2 separate regions of the Anas platyrhynchos genome follow, and region 1 is linked to region 2. A link is a contact called in public Hi-C data. All regions are on one chromosome and are shown on one strand. The core of a region is the stretch at or near the end of the contact, and the rest is flanking DNA. Distances in the headings are between cores, read along the strand shown.

Region 1 (6,208 bases), core at 2,143-4,642, 160 kb before region 2:
CTTGAGGAAGCAAGCATGGCTAATATGGTAAGATAGTGTATCACAATTACATTTTTCATTACTTTTTTTTTTTTTTTTTTTTTTTTTTTAATTTGGGAAGAATACAGTCCTGAGTCCTTCTCAGATCTCTCAGCATATGATTCCATAAATCACTTAATTATTTCGAGTGTTGACAGACTGATCTTGGCAAAAGCACCTTCCAAAGAGCATTGTATGTACCACTGTATTTAGTTAGAACTGCCAAAATTTAAAGGAAAATTCAACTGTGCTTTACTTCCAGTATTACCTCTGTCTTTGTGTACTTTAGTTCTTTTAACAGAAAAAAACAAAATTCTAGGAATTGTTGTTAGACCTAGGGAATGGCTCTAGTCATACAAATACATGTTCTATAGTCAACACCGAGTGTGATGAGTTTTTGGTTAATGGAGGGGAGAGGACATGTAAGAATGAACATCTCTTTGTAAGACAGATGAGTTTAGGAGGTAAAAACACTACTCACCTTTTACAATGTCATTGTAATAAAAGAATACAAGACCTAATCAGGCTTCAATTATTTGCAATTTTAAAATGTCCTTGAAACTTGACATTCTCATTTTCTGAAAGTCTTGTGAAAAAAAAAAAAAAAAAAAGGCACTGCAATGAATATTGCATTCATTGCTATACTGGAAAAAAATCAGAGAAATATTCTAAGTAAATTCTGAAAAGCAGAAGATATTCTAAAAAACAGAGGATCAATAATTAAAGTAATTCTTCCCTGCAGCCACCAAAGATAGCCATTATATTGGTTTTTGTTTAGATCCCACAAATTCTGCTGACAGTGATTCATTACTTGGTTCACTTGTACAATTACTCAGTCCAGTTCACTCTGAGCTCACCAGTCTGTGTTAATTATGATCTTTTTTGCACTTGAGTTGGATTAGTGGAATTGTTTCCAGCTGTGTTTTCAATATAATTCCCATGTAATCCTACTGATATAAATTTTGTGGAATCTATACTAGCCTAGCAAAGGATGGTCATCCTCTTGTTGGTTTGGATACTTTTAAAACACAGCAGCTATTAATTCTTGTTGCTCTTTTTGAAATCACAGAGGCTTGGCCAAGTCAAAACAGTGAAAAGTAAATCCATGGCACCAAGCCATGGGTAGTAAATTTCTTCTGAAACTTTTTTTTTTTTTTTTTTCCAAAAAGAAGACAAGAAGGAAATATTGGTAAATCATTTGCACATTAATATTGTGCAAATGTCACCACTGTGATCTTACTGTATTTCTTAATATATTTCCAGATGTGCAGCATGTATGAGCTCTTTCAAAGAAGCATTATACTTTAATGTTTAGCTTTAACTTTTGAAAAACATGAGCTCTTCCTTATAATTGTGCAAAGAGTTCTATTGTGCTTTCCAGAGCAAGCTGAGTAAAGCTCAATGGTAACAAGCAGGATATATTCTACAAGGTGGACAAGTGGTGTACAAAATGATATTGTGAATCAGGAAAATTAAACTGATACAAGAAAAACCTTCAGAGTTCCCTTGAAAGCAAAAATGTTAAATATTAATTTAGTTCCTGATGCAAATTGCTGAGTCAAAATTAGATTATTAATTCATGTGAAGGCTGCAGTGTGTTCAGAATCTACTTGCTGGTCAGTGAAATCTATCAGGACTTTTCAGTGTAGCTCCCTGGCTAGATGGAGCCACAGGATGGTGCTCATGCACTTTGCATACTACAGTACAAATACATGGGGAAAAAAAAAAAAAAAAAAAAAAAGAGAGAGAGAGAGAGAGAGAGGGGGAGCCAGACTCTGCCTTTGGCAGGCTGCTCCTTGTCATGCCCTGAAATACACGAGCCAGCACGCCGTCATGGATTAGGCTGATTTATCTCTCTGCTTTTACAAAGTCTTCAAGGGTATTGCAAACAGACTTATCCATCTACGTCCTTGTCTTCTGATGACTATTATTTAGCTAAGTACATAAATTAGGGACTGAAAAGGTATAAAATGTGTCACATTTAGCATCAATGAGCTGAACATTTTATGGCTTCAGAGGAATCATTACCCTGCAGGCTACTCTCTCCTTGGCTGGTACAAAGCATTAGCCATTGTACACACCTGGCAGTACCACAGAACAACATCTAGGAATGCTTTTTAACATTTGCTATATGAAACCACAGGACTTAAAGTGTCTTTAAAGCTTACACACTTCTGTAGTTTCCATAGAAAGATATCTGTGCAAGGTGACTTTGGACAAGAGTCTGCAGGACTGGGAACCCTACCCAGCCACAGAAGGTCCTGCTTTATGGAGTTTAGGCACAGTCATCTCCCTGAGACTTATGGTGTTCCCCTTACTTCAGGAGTCCTGCTTATGTGAACAAAGCAATGCACGTCTCTCTTTTCACTTCTGCCTCTTGTTTCTTAGCTGCAGTCCTTCATTGATTTCATTTGTAATTTTATACAGATGATCAGGCACATTGAAATGAGTATTTTCACTCACCTCTTAAATTCTAGGGACTTACAAACTTCATGAGTAGTAGCCTTAATTGTAAATTCAGTAGGGTATACTGTGAGGTAAACCAAATTTGTGTATGAATACAGGTTCTGCAGTTCCACTTCCCCATTGCTGTGTCTACATAGATGGCAAAAATGCACACATGTACTACAGTGCTTTTAATCAAGGTTTATGCCAAGCCAGACAAGCACTGGAACACTTTATTATAAATATTTCCCTGATTAATCATCCATCAGCGCAATAACCAGCACTGGGGAAATAGCATTCCTAGCCACACTGTGGAGCAGGCACCTTCTAAATCATTGATAACGAAGCGAACGAGCAACTGCGGGAGGAGGAGAGGGAGTTAAGAGGAAGAAGGACCAGGAGAATGGGGGTGCAGCAGAGAAGTGGGGTGCTGACAGGAGAAAGGGGGTGCTGACAGGAGAAGCGGGGTGCCCCGGAGAAGCAGGGTGCTCCAGAGAAGCGGGGTGCTGACAGGAGAACTGGTGTGCCCCAGGAGAACCAAAGTGCACCAGAAAAGCGGGGTGCAGCAGGAGAAGTGGGGTGCTGCTAGGTGAACTGGGGTGCCCCAGGAGAACCAAAGTGCACCAGAAAAGCGGGGTGCAGCAGGAGAACTGGGGTGCTGACAGGAGAAGTGGGGTGCACCAGGAGAACCAGGATGCTGAGGGGAGAACCGCGGTGCACCAGAGAGCTGGAGTGCTGACAGGAGAAGCGGGGTGCACTAGAAGGTCGTGATGCTGACAGGAGAAGTGGGGTACACCAGAGAACCGGGGTGCTGTGAGGGGAGAAGCGGGGTGCCGTGAGGCGAGGCGCAGCCCGGCCCCTCCCGCACCTGGCCGCACCCTCCCGCCGCAGCGCAGGGGCCCGGGGGCGGGGGCTGGCCGGCGGGCCCGGTGCTCGCCTCTTTTCCCCCCTTCTTTCCACCTTCAGCTCTATAACTGCCCGCCTCCTCTCCCTGCCCTCCCTCCTCGTCGGATGCGGCGCTGCGAGGGGAAGAGCAGCCGGAGGGGAGCGGCGCGGCGCAGCAGCACCCCCAGCCCCAGCCCCGGCCGCCCGCCGCTGCCCGCCCAGGTCGGTGCTGCCCCGGGAGGGATGGGGAGAGGCGGGCAGGGGCTGGCTCCGAGGCCCCGGGGGGCTCTGAGCCCAAAACAGCTTCACCGGGCACAGGGTGGGGAGTGTCCCGCAGCCACCTGTGGGGACAGCCCCGGGGGAGGGCGGTGGGGACCGGAGCGGAGCCGCAGGGAGCGGGCGAGGCTGTTGGGTGCAGGGGACAGAAGCGTCGAGCCTGAGGGGAAGCCCCTTAAAAACTGCAGAAGCCGTATTTTTAAGGATAATTAGAATTTATTAAAAGAAAACGCACTTGAAGTTGAGGGTCCGGCTGGGCACATCCTCCCTCAGCGGCCCCAGGGAGGTCTCTCCCCCCGGTTCCCCCGTCCCGGTGGGCGCTGAAGGGACTTCGCCCGGGTCCTCTGGGGGTCCCCCCCCAAATCGGTGGGGACAACAGACATCCCCTGCTGTCTCCCTTTTTGAACCGAAAAGGGGAAATGTCGCCTTAAAACGGGGTGCTTGGTGGCACTGCTGAGGGTGCTGTGAGAAGCGGGGTGCCCCCCGAGAGCCCTCCGCTGCCCTGGGGCTGCTCCCACTCCTCCTTGTGGGACGTCGACTCAAGAAATTTGGGTCACGCTGCACCCTAATAAGCGACCACGATATGGGTTATAAACCCTTTGGTGTCTCACTGAGGCTGTGGTGTGGCAGGGTGGCTCTAAGCGCTGCAGTGCGAGATGTTACAGCCGGCCAGGTGTGTGAAAGCACTGCAGCTTTGGGCAGGTTTCCTCAGGGCTGAGCTCCTTGGTCCTCGAGATCTGTTCCTTGGCTGAGCCTCCCGGGCTCTGCTCCTTGGTTGAGTTTAACTGGCACCCAGAAACACGGCACTCCTCTGGAGGGTCTTGCCTGGAGCAGGGTGGCCATATAACAAGTTTGGGGTGCCTCAAAGGCAGGTTCATCCCCCAGGAGAAGGTGGCTTGTGTGGATGCTGCGGGCAGCCTACGGTGTGTAAACCTTCCCCTTCCTGGGACAGGAGACGAGGCCACCACAGCAGGGAGTGCCCGTGGAGCAGCAGGGATCGGCTCATCGGCTGGGCTCTTGGTGTGGAAGGGGAGCCTGGAGCTGGGTCTCTGCTGCCAGAGATATTCAGTTGGAGAACTGTTCCACCAAATAGTGGAGAAATATATAAAAAGCAGGGGGAATGGGATGGCTTTTCTGATTTCCCTGATGGTGTCAGCCACAAGGTGGCTGCAGACTCGTGGTTGCCTCTGTGTGCCTTTCCTCCTGGAGCAAACCCTGAGGTGCTGGTCTGCAGAAGTCAGCTTGTGCCTAGACTGTGTTTTATCCTGTATCAGTTATGTTTCTGTCAATAAATCATACCTTCTTCGTGTGATCGCTGCTCTCTAAAATGAGCGGGAGAGAGTGTTCCTACACAGCATTGCATGTCAGTTAGTATTTATAGCCCTTATCTGGGAAGAGGGTTTATATCAAAACTAGCAAACGGGGAGCTGAGCCACCACTGCGAGTGGCTACTTTAATATCTGGGTTATTATATGGAAAGAAACTCGCACATAGTGGAGACTGAATTGAAGAATGAGTTGTGTGTTGTCCTTTGAAGAGTCAACATTTACGTGATTCTCCTCACCTTAGGAATGCAACCTGAAGCTTTGATACACAACGCAAGTTGCACAAGGGTTGCTGTTCAGGACTTAGCTCTCTTTGTTTTCCCTGTTGCCTGTCACTAGGCAACTGCCTGCTGATGCTGGCTAATCTGGATCCAGTCCTTGGATGCTCGACTCCTTGTGTTTGTGTAGTAGAAAGCTTGGGCACTTGGCTTGGGTTTTTGAATTCTATCTGGAGGATGTGTTCTAAGAACTGGGCATAGCAATACCTCAGTTTTGGATACATGGTTTTGTTGTTAAATAGTTATTTCTCTCTGTCTTGAGAGATCCATGCTATAAGAGGTGGATTCAAAATATGTATCTGAGTAGAGTGAAACCTGTTGATAATTTGACTAAAACTTAGGAAACCTCCTGTGGGATAGAACCTCAAATGATGAAGCCACCTGTATATTTTGAGGTGGAATACCAAATATCCATGATTGGGATTTGTGACAGTAGACACACCAAGGACTGGGATAACTATGGCAAATTAAAAATATCTTTTACAAGAGAGAAGGAAATGTAGGGTTATCCTCTCATCTGTTCAATGAGGTACTTCAGTCTGCCTTTTGTATTATTAGATAGTGGCTGGACCATTCACGTTACACCTTCCTCAGAAGACATTGAAAACAGGGAAGGTAAATTAAGTGGTGGTATCCTGTGGATATTAGAGAAAATGACATGGAAGGTAAAGGGGAGGGACTTGAAAAGCAGAAATATGTAAACCAAAGTTTACCAAAGTAAACCTTCAAATGCTGTCTTTGACAAAATTAAGTTTCCAATAAAATACTAACAGGAGAGGGCAGCAAAAATTCTTCTTCCTAGCCCAGAAAATTGACCAAAACTAGTGCAGTAAAGTTGAGTGATAGGTAAACATTTAAAAGCATGATGTCATGAAGATGATGTGTCCTGGGAGGTGCTTCTATGTACGTTGAGTAACTCTACTGGCCAATATTAATAGCCAAGTCCAGATAAAGAATTTTGTACTGTTTTTAACCTAGCTT
Region 2 (6,994 bases), core at 1,704-4,203:
CAATCTCAGGTGTAATGCATTTGGTACTGATTTATAGAATACTTTAGACCGAATGAAGTTATCCTTGAAATGGCTTTCCAGGATTTTATAACTTCATGAACATAAAACCATCAAAGAACTTTCCCATGGGACAGCCAAAAGAATTTTCCCTCCATCTGCTTTATTTTCTTTTAGATATCCTTAGACTCCAGTGACATCTTGTGGATACGGCAAGTTTTGCAATAGCAGTATTTGGGTATTTTCAATATCTTCCAAAACCTACAAATACTACCTTTTATTATGACAATCAAATCAAGTATAATTTTAGTGTTTACATTAGACATGTATGAGCAAAGCTTAATGCTTCTTTATGCTTCAGTAAAGTCTCTTGAACAGGGATCATCATTTATTATCTATAAAATGCTCATCACAGTGAGACGAGCACTATGGTGTTACCGATCACAAGCAAAGTATCTTTAGTGCTGAATCTTCTAAACAGTAGATAAGCAAGGCTTTTTTTTCATTTGATCAAGAAAATATCTTTCATCAATAATTGTGTCTCCTATTTCAAAATCAGACAGGTTCTAGTCTCATTGTCATTAAGTGGCTGAGGTCAGAAGCCATCTGGTCAAACCCCTGCTCCAGCAGGGACACCTACAGCCAGGTGCCCAAGACCATGTCCAGATGGCTTTTGAGTATCTCCAAGGAAGGAGGCCCCATAGCCTTTCTGGGCAACCTGTGCCAGTGCTCTGTCACCTGCACAGCACAGAAGTGCTTCCCGATGTTCAAAGGGAACCTCCTGTGTGCCAGTTTGTGTCTCCTGGCTCATACACACAGGACTTTTTTGCACGTTGTTCAGAATGAAGAACTGCTCCAAGGTGCTGTGGTGCTGTACAACTACTGAACAGTAGCGTTCAGAAAAATCTAATCAAGAATCACATTGGTGTTTCAATACATGCACTGTGGATTAAATTTTTGTTTAAAATCAGTGCAACAAAACACATTTCGAACTTAAAAAAAATAACCGAGGCAACTGAATTCCATCATAATTCTGCTACTAAAATTGAATAACAAATTATACTAAAATTGAATAACAAATTAGTAACAAGCTTTATATGGATTGGTAAAGACAATGACCTAAACCTCTGGAGAGGTATGAAGGGAAAACACGGGAAATGAAATTGAACCCTTTATAATTTACAAACTGAAAAATGCAACCTTGTAAAAAGCACTGTTTTTTAAGAATGAAATTAAAAGAAAAATACATTAAAAATGCTTCTGTGTACTGCAATACTCACTTAGTGCATGATAAATAGGTTTATGCCAGCCTTCAAGTCTGATTACAGTCGCAGCTGCTATTTTTCCTGGTGGTTGCATCTTTGCATCTAGGAGATACCAAGCTCTGGCAAAAGTAGCCCATTGCTAAAGAGAAAGAGAAGTGGTACTTAATATAGGAAAAGAACACACTACCATAAATGAATCTAGCTTCTCTGATTTGATCAATGCATTCTTTTACATTTCAAGCATCATAAGAAATACTAATATTCAAAAACACCCCCTGTCATGTAGCATTAGGGTAGAGCACAGTGCTAGACATTGTATCATAGAATCATCAGGGTTGGGAAAGCCCTCCAAGATCATCTGGTCCAACCATCCCCCTACCGCCAATGTCAACCACTAAACCATGTCCCCAAGCACCACGCCCAACCTCTCCTTGAACCCCCCCAGGGACCACCTCCCTGGGCAACCAGTGCCTGACTGCTCTTTCTGAGCAGAAATGTCTCCTCATTTCCAGCCTGAGCCTCTCCTGGTGAACTTGAGGCCATTCCCTCTGGTCCTATCACTGGTTACCTGTGAGCAGAGGCCGACCCCCAGCTCCCCACACCCTTTCAGGCAGTTATAGAGAGCAATGAGGTCTTTGGCTCCCCAACCCAGACTTCCAGGTCGGGAGGCTAAAAACCCTGAGAATAAGTGCTCTGGCTAATAAAGACAAATGAAAAGAGGGCATTAAGAACCTCAGCCTTTTCCTTATCCTCAGTAGTCACGTTCCCCTCCTGCATCCAGTAAAGGATGGAGATTCTCCTTGGTCCTCCTCTTGCCATTAATATATTTATAAAAACATTTTTTGTTATCTTTAAGCACAGTGGTCAGGTTGAGCTTGTACAGTGGTTTGGCCTTCCTGATTTTTTCTCTGCACATGCTGGCAACTTTCTTGTACTCTCCCTGTGTTGCCTGCCCCTTCTTCCACCAGACACAAACTCTCTTTTTCTCCTGGACACTCAGCAGAAGTTCCCTGTTCAGCCACACCGGTCTTCCCCACTGACTCATCTTACGGCGCACAGGGACAGCCTGATCCTGCACCTTTAAGACCTACTGTGCTGCACTTACTGCTTGAAACGGTTCATTGAATGGTTTTGGTTAGAAAGGACCTTAAAGCCCACCCAGTTCCACCCCCCTGCCATGGGCAGGGACACCTCCCACCACATCAGGCTGCCCAAAGCCCCATCCAGCTTCGCCCTGCACACCTCTAGGGATTGGGCATCCACAGCCTCTCTGGGCTGCCTGAGCAACACCTAAACACACTTCTGTGCCTACTAACAACCCTACGTGCCTACAAGGCGGGCAGCCTTGTCCCTCTCAGCCCCCTTCCCTTCCCCAGCAGCCCCACAGCGGGCACTGCCTGCTCCTTCCAGCAGCGCCCAGGCCAGCCGAGCAGTGCCCGGCCATAGCACCCGCTCACCCCCACAAAATGGCGGCCGCCAGCAGCCCGCCGCCACACGGAGGGCAGTGGCCACCGCGGTGTCCCCTCGCCTGAAGAGCCAGCCCCGCGCTCACCTGGGCAGCCTTGGTGTAACTGGCCATGGCCGCTGCGGCTCAAGGGGAAGGGAAACGGAGCCCATCGGCCCCGGGAAGCGGAAACATCGCCCTGCGAGGGGCGGTGCAGGGGCGGGCAGCGCGGGCTGCTCGGAGCCCTGATGGTGGTGGCGCCTCCTCCGTCTCCTTCTCCCTGTCCGTCCTCGGCCGGCCATGGACCGCTACGTGCTGCTCCTCAGCTGGGGGGACCGCAGGGCTGAGGGCAGTGCGGAGCCCGCTGCAGGTAGCGCTGCACTGGGGGGGCGATGCTGAACGGGGGCTGCCGCCGAGGAGGGGGGGACGCGGGGCAGGGCACGGAGCGGGAGCCTCCATCGTGGGGGCTGGAGAGGGGGAATTAGCGTCGGTACGGCTCTCCTGGGGCACGTGAAGTCTGTGTCCTAGAGATACGTTCCTTAAGTTCGTGTGCTTTCACCCGCTTAAGCGATGCCCCTGCCTCAGACGCCTCGGGGGTTGTTCTCGAAGACTTTTTCTTTATGCTTTCTGGTCTAGGGTCTGTGCGCAGGTAGGTTTTCAGGATTAGTACCGTGATAAAGATCTTTTTCTTTCAGAACAGAAGGCTTTAACGACTTACGCCTTCAGAAACTTAGGTTATTTGAGTTTTGCTAAAACACTGATGTTAGCTAACTAGAAGATTTTAGAGATATCATGGGATGGTTGAGGCTGGCAGGGCCCTCTGGGGGTCCACCTGGTCCCACCCCAGCTCAGGCAGAGACACCCAGAGCAGCGTGCCCAGGACCACGTCCAGGTGGCTTTTGAGGATCACTAAGGTGGAGACACCACAGCCTCTCTGAGCAACCTGTGCCAGTGCTTGATCACCCACACAGCACAGAAGTGCTTCCTGATGTTCAGGGCAACTTCCAATGTTCCAGTTTGTGCCCATTGCCTCTTGTCCTGCCACTGGGCACCACTGAAAAGAGCTGGGCTCTGTCTTCTTTGCACCCTCCTTTCAGATACTGATATATGGTGATAAGATCTTCCCACAGCCATTTCTTGACTAGGTTGAACTATCTCAGCCTTTCCTTGTAGAAGAGGTGCTCCAGCCTCATCTTTGTGCCCCTCCACTGGACTTTTCCCAGTGTGTCCAGGTCTCTCTCGTATCACTTAGCACAGGTCTGGTCACAGCAGTCCTGGTGCAACCTCCCCAATGCTGATCACCTCCCTTGGCCTGCTGATGGTGCTTGTGTAGTGCAGCCAAGAATACCATTAGCCTTCTTAGCTGCAAGGGCACGCTGCTGGCTCATGGTCAATACAGTGTCCACCAAGACCCCCAGGTCCTTTTCTGCCCCCCAGCATTTCCTGGTGCCCAGGGTTGTATATTCCTGGGTGCAGTTCTTTGCACTTCTTGCTGAACTTCATGAGGTTCTTATCAGCCCATTTCATCAGCTTGTAAATCTATATATCCAGTAGTTTAACTAGAACTTTATATTAGTCTTTTTAGACTCCTACAAATCTGTACTTGACACTTGTTTTAAACAAAACTTTTCATGTTAAACTGAACTTTAAACTGCATTTGCAATAAGCAAGATTTACCTTCTGGAAGTCAGAGGATTTAAGAAAATCTTCTTTTTCCAGCTGTGACTGCTGCAAATGTTTATAAACTTCTGAAAGAAAACTGTAATTCATCTACAAACACAGATGCAAGGACATTCCCAGGTAAGCACAGTAATATATGCCAAATGTTGTCAAGGAATTGGCCTAGGCAAATTTATTATTTACATGAAACAAATCAGAAACTTGAGGAAATCCAGTTTCTCTTGCTCTTGCTGCTACCATTTCTATGGAGAACTGATTTTCCTTTAGCAGCTCAGCTGTTACCAGATGATTAAATATACCAGGCACTGGAAATGAAAGACAAGTGTTTTGAAAGGCTGACAAATTTCAATCTATTTTAAGACTGACTGAGAGTAGAAAAGGGCTTGTTTCTCATGTCAGCATGCAGCTTGATATTTTCATGCCTATGATTTTTGTTACTCCTGTGATCTATGTTTTTTTCAGTGGAAGCATTATTTGTCTGTTGGGTAGCAATTCAGAACGCCACACCATGAGAATTTATTAAATCATTTTATCATCTTAAAATGGAGTTCTGAAGATCTGCTTTAGTACATTTAGTTTGTAGTGGATTGATTATTTTAAATCCTTGTTGTGTCTCTTTTCAGCATGTTCATTGGCTGGTATCCCAGGCATAAGGAAATGGTATTTTGCAAGTCATGTTATATGTGGTTATTATCAGGTAAGAAATATTTTTTTCATAATGTAAGTTCCACAGTTCTCTGCCTAGTGCAAGTTAAAACTGTAGTGTTCCAAATTCTTCTTGCTTTATTAGTTCTGCACTTCTGACTGGGAGGAAATAAATTCCGACACACAGAATAATGAAGACTCTCTCCAAACAAGTATTGATGAATGTCTGGGAGCCATACATAATTTTGAGGAAGAAGACAATAACAGTAGGGAGTCACTGTCTATGACTGAGTATGCATATTGTTATCTTTATTGAAGTATAGTGAGCTGACATTTAACAGTAATAACCCAAGGGAATTGAGAAAATCCAACAAGTAAAAGTTATTACCAAGCATATAGTTAACTACGAACAATCCCCTCCTACTACTGAAGGTATTTCTTTGTTTAACATAGCTTTAATTGTTATTGTTTCTTTTTAGCTACAGATGATTTTTATAGAATAACAGAACAATTATTCTAACATCTGACAGTTTTCCCTTGCTAAGGGAAAGCAGGCTGTCTGAAATCCTACTTCAAATTTTACTGCAGATTGTTTTGAATTTATTTCTGCCTCAGTAAAAGGGGAGATAAGTATAGTTCATTGCCTAGTATTAAGTCTGTGCTGAATTTTAAAGATAAGTTATTTACATCAGTTAGCATTCATTACTTGTAACTTCTTTCTAAATGGCTGTTTATATTTAGTTTCCAACTATGTTGTTCTTCATTTTCAGCATTTATGATGAAGCTGCAGAAAGCCTGCATCAGTTAGCTGACAAGCTGCCTGCCCCAGGTAACCTTTCTTAAAAGAGCAATCTAATTTGGAATTTATCTTGTTAGTTGTTTGTCTAAAATCTCAGCTGGTAAAGTCATAGTCAAATGGAAAAATAAAACAAAAAAACACACACACACAATTAAAAGCAGAGGATAATAGTTTGGTTGAATTAACTTTTGAATTAACTTGTTTGCAGATCTTGCAAGTAGTTTAATTAACCTGAGCGTGATTGGCCTTGCAGATCAGTTTAGGAAATAGTTTGCTGATTATTTTTTTTTTTTTTTTTTTTTTTGGAAGACTGCATTTCAATTGTGATTAAGGTAGTTATTTATGTAATGTTTTTTTCCATATGAAATGACACTAAAGTAGTAATAGACAATAAGCAAAATTCAACAGACAACCATCAGAAGTTTTTTATCTAAAGAAATAAAATAAAATTGAAAGTGTTGATGTTACAGCTGATTGTTAGCAGGTAAGAGCCAAGAAGTTGTGAAGGAAAATAGATGAGAAACATTGGATTCAGATTTTGTAAACTGGAGATGGGTATCACCTTTTGTGTTTGGGTTAAATAATGTTGCAGTAGTTGAGTTAGAATAGCAAAGAAACTGAACGTGGAAAGAATGAGAAACAAGCTATTTAGAAGTGTTGAAAGGAGGTAAACAGCACAACTGTACTGTAGACAGGACTCTTATCAGTACAGGTTTCAGTAAGAAAGGAGAGAAGGAACTGCTGTGAGTGAGTAAATGACAAAATATTTAATTTTATTTTGTGTTAATTCAAGAGGAACAAAGATGAGCTAAATATGTGTGAAAAGTGTTTTAAATATTGCCAAAAGTAGTTGAAGTTGATCTTTAAACCCTTTTCATTTCAGTCAATGATAATCATTATTTTTCTATCTTCTAATGACTGAATCGTTTACTGAATAATGTTACTTTAAGTCGTAAATAACTGTTTTTACAGGAAGAGCAATGGTTGATGTGATACTACAGGCAGTAGAGCGAGATGCACCCAAGTTAAAAGACTGCTTACCTGCTATTGGTGCCCTGAAACACCTGAAAGAATGGCACTCTGCGCAAATCACCATTGCCGCAAATGACTCTAAAGGGTATGCTGTTCATTTTAGGTCTACAAACAAGGTCACTCCTGTTTTGT

The links. Hi-C and Micro-C count contacts between places; a contact is called where the count stands out from the background.
Region 1: a contact with region 2 is called in a Hi-C map of subcutaneous adipose tissue, with 4 times the contacts expected there. The contact joins the promoter of COL14A1 here to the promoter of MRPL13 in region 2. A contact is called at or near these places in 2 of 8 Hi-C or Micro-C datasets (F1 follicle and subcutaneous adipose tissue).

Annotation. Positions count from the first base shown.
Region 1 is chr2:13,330,085-13,336,292 of IASCAAS_PekinDuck_T2T, reverse strand. It overlaps COL14A1 (collagen type XIV alpha 1 chain), which reads left to right and starts at 3,392. Exons shown (of 49, transcript XM_072034353.1): 1 at 3,392-3,570.
Region 2 is chr2:13,169,079-13,176,072 of IASCAAS_PekinDuck_T2T, reverse strand. MRPL13 (mitochondrial ribosomal protein L13) reads right to left here and starts at 2,953. Exons shown (of 8, transcript XR_011807354.1): 1 at 2,815-2,953; 2 at 1,278-1,401. MTBP (MDM2 binding protein) reads left to right here and starts at 2,936. Exons shown (of 22, transcript XM_027452648.3): 1 at 2,936-3,076; 2 at 4,426-4,506; 3 at 5,010-5,083; 4 at 5,177-5,322; 5 at 5,802-5,860; 6 at 6,803-6,947. The coding sequence starts at 3,007.